Regions from separate parts of the Mus musculus genome. Here region 2 is linked to region 1. A link is a contact called in public promoter capture Hi-C data. All regions are on one chromosome and are shown on one strand. The core of a region is the stretch at or near the end of the contact, and the rest is flanking DNA. Distances in the headings are between cores, read along the strand shown.

What was found. Capture Hi-C pulls out chosen DNA fragments and counts their contacts.
Region 2: a promoter capture Hi-C map of adipose tissue shows a contact between it and region 1. The contact joins two enhancer-like sites.

What each region holds. Positions count from the first base shown.
Region 1 is chr5:65,155,774-65,159,074 of GRCm38.p6, reverse strand. Klhl5 (kelch-like 5) reads right to left here. Exons shown (of 11, transcript NM_175174.4): 6 at 2,834-3,020; 7 at 67-291. Among named protein-coding and RNA genes, the nearest start is that of Klhl5, 26 kb to the right of the region's middle. Within about 2 kb of position 2,009, at least 37 of the 459 cell types and tissues checked have an H3K27ac peak or open chromatin away from gene starts, as enhancers often do. A contact at or near this core is called in adipose tissue, where this site is marked.
Region 2 is chr5:65,512,757-65,516,016 of GRCm38.p6, reverse strand. It overlaps a transcript of Smim14 not described here. Among named protein-coding and RNA genes, the nearest start is that of Smim14, 22 kb to the right of the region's middle. Within about 2 kb of position 1,251, at least 102 of the 459 cell types and tissues checked have an H3K27ac peak or open chromatin away from gene starts, as enhancers often do. A contact at or near this core is called in adipose tissue, where this site is marked.

The DNA.
Region 1 (3,301 bases), core at 760-3,259:
TACAGAAGGGAACAACGTGTGGCATCCTGATACATGGCTTCCAAGCAGGCGAGCAGACGCACTTACCGAGCCCGTGCCTGTGTGTGGACATAGGTGGCATCACACTCCAGGTTTTTGTTTTGGGGTTGTAGCACTCTACGGTGTTCAGAGTCTTCAGTCCGTCTCGCCCTCCGACCACGTACAGTTTGTCATCTAAGACTGCGACGCCGAATTGGAGCCTCCTCCCATTCATGTTTGCCACAGGAGTCCACATATTTGTACGGAGGTCATACTTCTCAATGCTTGTTGCTCCTGAACAATAACACAGAAGTTAGGAGACTACAAGATCCACCCCGGCTATGTTACAGACACAGAAGTAGAATTTATCTTGTGTGTGTGTGTGTTGTGTGTGTGCGCGCGCGCGTGCATATGGTGGGCAGAGGTTGGTGTCTGGTGTATTCCTTTGTCGCTCTCCACTTTGTTTTTCCAGAGGGGTCTCCCTGAACCAGAACTCACTGTTCTGGCTAGGCTGGCTGGCGAGGGGCTCCAGCAATCCACCTGTCTGCCTCCCCAGCCCTGGGATCACACAAGTGTGCCAGCTGTGTATATGGTTTCTGGGGATTTGAACTCAGGTCCTCTTGCTTGCATGGAGAAGCACTTTAACAGTGGAGTCATCTCCCTAGCCCCAAAGTATAAAGGTTTCTTCGAGCATCGACAGCAATACTTTTATGCTATCTTATGAAGCCCCTGCAGTACGGCCCTCGCCTGTGCCATGACCTTTTCTCCCATCATTCTCCCTGGCATACTCCAGGCCCAGCATTAAAACATCCAGCAGGGGACGTTCTTTGTTCAAAGAGGCCAGGAAGACGCTCAGCAATTGGCGGAAGTGCAGGGAGGGAGCCACAGGGGATCATTCTGAGAAGGCTGGCCACAGTGCAGACAGGGTTCTTGGACAAGCTGAGGGAGGCTGTCTCCCTTTTGGGATCGGATTGTTGGGTTGTTTATAGAAGTCAATGGAAAGGTCTAGGGGAAGGAAACCGCTGACCCAGGAGATAAGGGAGACAATTATTATGTGAGGTTCTGGAAGAAAGAACAGTAACAACAAAACGGGCGGAGTGGGGCTGACACCACGCAAGGGAGGGGGCACGGCAAGGAGGAAGGACAAAGGTCGCCTGGGAACCATTCTGCCGGAAGTGAAGGGAGTTACTACCCATGGGGTTTACCATGGAAAATTCCAGAGCTCTTTTGCTCTCTTTCAAGATGTGGAACAGCAACAGCAGAGATTTAGGAAAAAGTGAAAGAAAGTATCTCACTTAAAAAAAAATCTAACTCGCACTTCCGTAGAGATCGAGTCTTTTTCTAAGCTGATAATTTACCAGCCTGTTCTAGCATTATAAAGGACTGCAGTCGCAGTGGACACTTACTCCTCAGGCTTGTAAAATCAGCATCAGAGCTACTACTGTTGAACCTAAAACCAGACCGTCCGGCTGGCTCCACACCCGGCGCTGTGTTTACTTACCCTACACAGGCTAAGGCTTTTGAGACTGACACCAACTCCCGTTCCATCTTGTATTCTCCCAGAACTACACAGAATCAATCCCTTCTAAACACTAGCTGGTTTAAAAATACTTTTTACTTTGCATAGCCTTTCTTTGTAATATATGGCAATAATGATATTTTATTCATTCAGATTATATACATGTGTGTAAAGTATCAAGATTGTATGGATTTGTTTGATTCTTCACTCCAACCATGACTTTAAAGTGTCCATAAAATAAAATAAAAAATCGCCTTCCATCAAACAAAAATCTTTTTCCATTGATGAATTTTCAAGCTTTTTTTGTTTTTTTTTTTTGTTTTTTGTAGACTTCTGTTATAAACTGGAAAGCCAAAATTTAAGAATCTAAACTAGTAATACAAATATGCATCTATAAGTTTGTGGGTGTGTGTGGAGAGACAGCACAGTGGTTAAGAGCGCCTAGCTTCAATTCCTAGCACCCACAGAATGACTGGGAGCATAGGGAGGGTGCAGGATCTACTGCCCTCTTCTGGCTCCCACAGGCACTGCATGCCTATGGTGCACATTAGACGGGGCTGGAACAGGGCTGAGAGCAGAACCAGGATGAGCTGAGACTGTGTGACTTCTGTCAGGGTTGCAGGCACCACTGCAGGAGGATGGGCAGAGGTCAGGTGTACAGAAAGGCCCCATAACAACTGACAGCCAATAGCACCATGCATGGTCTTCAACCTCTAGGAACAACTGTTCACAGAATCCAAGTTTGTAACTCAAATATTTGTGTTTAGCTTTCATTTCTATATATGTATGTATGTATTCATGAATCTTTTCTTAATTGTTTAAGAGTAAAAATCACAGAAATGATGACCCCGTGGCCCTAAATATTTCAGCAGATCTTCCTCAGAGAAAACGATTCTTTTTAAAAGTCATCTATGTGGAGTGAAGTGTTCTTACTGAGCTAGATCCCTAGCCTAAAGTAGCTAGTTACCTCTTCCTAATCTCATCTGTCTCTATCAGTTGGCACCATGAAAGAAACAGCTTTCCTTTCCATCTGTGTCTCTGTGAACTCACGGAGACTCTGATTTGACGTTAGCTTCTTTTACAGTAATTACTTACTATGATGCTCAAGTTACTTAAACTCAATGGAAACTCCCAACAAGATGTCTTCTCTACCTTTTGATCTGCCTCTTACCATGCCTTGAATATTTTCTGCCACTAAGGTGCTTTCTGGTCTCATCTTTTCCTGTCCTTGTCCCTCAACCAGTCACTTCTCCACCGGGCCTCTTGGTAGTGTTACTGGTTACCCTCTGTTCCTTTAGATCAACGATCTCCCAATACCCTTTGTTGAATCCATCCCTCCAACTGCAAATAACGTTCCAACAGTTGACTTGCGAGGCTTTGTCCGAGGACTCTGCAACATGGGTCGTCTCTCAGGTAATAAATGGTACTTCATTGCTTCCATGATGAGTTTCTGACATTCAATGTCATCCCGGAAAAGTGCATTGTTTTCCATGTCTGCCAGGAACTAGAAGAGAGCAGGGTATACAGACAATGAAGACATGTAAATATACTTTTTAGTTCACTACTGCATTTTGCTGGTCTGTTTATTTCTAGGATTTTACTTCATTTTTGAGACAGGGTCTTACTATGTGGCCCTGGTTGGTCCAGAATCCATGATGTACAGCAGGCTAGCCATGGCCCCCTGATTCTCCTGCTTCAGTATCTCACACAGTGAAATTGCAGGCAGCAATCACCACCATGGGCTCATGAGTGCCCCTGCCTCATGAGTGCAGGGATGAAAGACAT
Region 2 (3,260 bases), core at 2-2,501, 360 kb before region 1:
TGCATCAGGATCGGTGAGGAAGGAAGACAAGAATGAGGGGTTGGGTTCCCATGGCTATGCAAAGCTGTTTTGATTGGTAGGAAGGAAGCAGTGACTGTGTCTGCGCACCTCCTCAGGGGAGACTCAGGGGTTGAAGGGATGCTGAAGGACGGTAAACTGAGCTGGCATGGGTTGTTTGATTTTAGTAACTTGATTGTCTAGACAGGGTTGACAGGGATGTGTTTCGGGATGGCTTTGAACTTCCATGGTAAAGGACAACCTGATCCTCCTGCCTTTATCTCCCAAGATCTAAGATTACAACACTGTGCCACCACAGTCTATTGTCCCACCACATCTAGTGCTTGGTGGGCTTTTTGTTATTGTATTTAGTGTGTGCATGCACACACCACTGCATCCCAGCACATATGGGGTTTTGGGAGTTGGGTGTCTCCCTCCATCATAGGGATCCCAGAAATCGAACTCAGATTCTCCGGGATGTCAGAAAGCACTTTTATCCACAGAGCAGTTCGGTGACCCAAGTGATGCATTTTTATTTGTTTAATTGTTGTTTGATTTTTTTTTCTAGTGGGTGTAAGGGGTGTCTGTGTGACCATATATGGGTGTGAATGGGCAGATGTCCACAGTGGCCAGAAGAAGAGCTTGGATTGTCTGAAAGAGCAGCAGGTGTCCAAACTTTGAGCTATCTCTCCAGTCCACTTGATGCACATTTTAAAAAGGTGCTTCTCTCTCTCTCTCTCTCTCTCACACACACACACACACACACACACACACACACACACACACACACACACACACACACTCGGGGAGCCAGAGAGCTGTTTAGGATATGATTTAAGTTTCAGGAAGCGTCCTGTGGTTGACATCTGTTCATCGGTTACTCTTTGTTAATCACCTTGGGAAGGAAACAGGATCTGAAAGTCACTGACGTGTCCAAAGCAAATACAATATGTTTGGTGTGTAGCTGTGTCTCAGAATATGGAGAGAGTCATAGTTGGGGGTCTTGGGAAAGTATGTGAACTGTGTCACAAAGATCAAATATTCCAACTAGATGATGGAGCATTGCACTGGAGGTTGAACCATCTGGGCAGAACAGTTCCTCAATAACCAGTCTTCTGTCAAACTGACATTTCAGACAATCAAGTCCTACTTCCTTTTCAAAGACTTATTTAAAAAGTGTCTTTGTGTACAGTAGGGGAGAGGAGGCTCCTGAGTGTGCCACAGCCCATTTCCTGCTGAGCCAGTTCTACTCCTTGCCTGTGCAATGAGTGACACAGAAGACCAGTAGGTGCTGACGATTGAGCCAAGCATGTAGGCTACCAGCCTCTTCCACTCTCTCCAGCTCTCACCTTTTATTTCCACATAGTACAGGCTAGACTTGAGCTCATGATCTTCTGCCTAAAGCCTTTGAGATTTATTTTTTAAATCTTTTTTTTTTTTGAGTCCTCTTTCTCATCCCTTATTAGGAGGAAGGAGAGATCCAAGGAATACAATTTGAAGCTAGTGTCCATCTGAGTTCATGGGGAATTCCCATCGCCAGTTAGTTATTCTGTAATGGCCTCAAGCACTTTGCAGGGACAGAAGAAAAATCATAAGGAACCTATTAACTGAACAGGGTCCTCATGATGACTAAGAACACATTGTTCAGTGTGAACTTAGTGTCTGATGTCTTTTTAAAAAGTCATTAAAGCGAGTCCTTGTGAAGTAGATTTATATATGACTATTAGTGTAACTGCATACAGAGTTAAAGTCCAGAATGCCAGAATGTTACTAGAGACCAGAGGTTTTTAGACCTTTTAGACTTTTGCAGAAATTTTCTTTCTTTCTTTTTGGTAAATGGGGCATTTGTTTTGTTTGGAAGTTTGCTTGAGACGGGGGTTTTACTAATATAGCACTGGCTGGCCTGAAGCTGGCTACGTGTAGACCAGGCTGGCCTTCAACTCACCAAGATTTGTCTGCCTCAGCTTCACAGATGATGGGATATGTGCTACCATGCCCAGCTTAAAAATGGTTTTTGTTAGCATATATGGTGAAAAATTCTTAAGAAGTCTCTCTCCAAGAGCAACAGATTAAAATTAAGAACACAGTCAACTTCAGTGATGTGTACTGGCTTTTCTCCACTCTTAGAGGTTCTGTTCTGAAAACCACAGGACCTCCACTAGGGCTGATTGAGAAGACCCAAAGGAAAAGGATGCCCACGGACAGGAGAGTTGTACATCTGAGTGCGGTGAACTAGATAGAGGCTGGCTGTTGTAGGACAGGATCATGGCCAGGAGCACAGTGCTTCATGGGTGTAATAAAGGGAGGTCCCAAAGGACTGGCAATGAACTCTTGCTGGCTTCCCTTCAGGAATGCAAAGTGAAGTTCAAACTAGCAGTTAGGTTAACCCTTGCCTCGTCTCTATTATATTTCCCATTTGTAAATAATTGTCTGATGCCCTCTTCTAACCTTTGGGGACACCTGGCAGGCACATGGTGTATCATATAGACAAAAGACTCATACATATGTGTGTGTGTGTGTGTGTGTGTGTGTGTGTGTGTGTGTGTGTGTGTGTGTGTATGCTGGAGAGATAGCTCTATAGTTCTTGCTGTTCCAAGTGCTGGGATTAAAGGTGTGCACCAGCTCCACAGTTAAGAGACCTTACTGCTCTTGCAGATTTTGGGTTGGTTCCCTGCACCCACATGGTGGTTCATAGCTTCCTGTAACTCTACCTCCAGTAGATCTGAACTCTACTGGTATTGTACACACATAGTGTACAAACACATGTGAATAGCACATACACATAAAATTAAAAAGAAATCTAAAAACAAGTTATATACACATAAAATAATAAATATGTATTTTAAAAACTGTTTCCTTGGGCACTGGTAATGGAGCATACCTTTAGTCCCAGCATTCAGGAGGCAGAGACAGGTGGATCTCTGAGTTCAAGGCCAGCTTGGCCCACACAAAGAAACCCGGTCTTGAAAAACAAACAAACAAACAAAACCAAAACAATAAAAACTGGTTCCTATTCTAGCCCCACATGTTTGCTTGTTTGTTTATCTAGAGGCAGGACTGCTTTGTATCTGTGGCTAGCCTAGAACTTTTTTTTTTTTTTTTTTTCGAGACGGGGTTTCTCAGTATAGCCCTGGCTGTCCTGGAACTCACTTTGTAGACCAGGCTGGCCTCAAACTCAGAAATCTGCCTACTTCTGCCTCCAGAGTGCTGGGATTAAAGGCGTGTGCCACCATGCCCAGCTAGGCTAGAACTTACTATGTAGA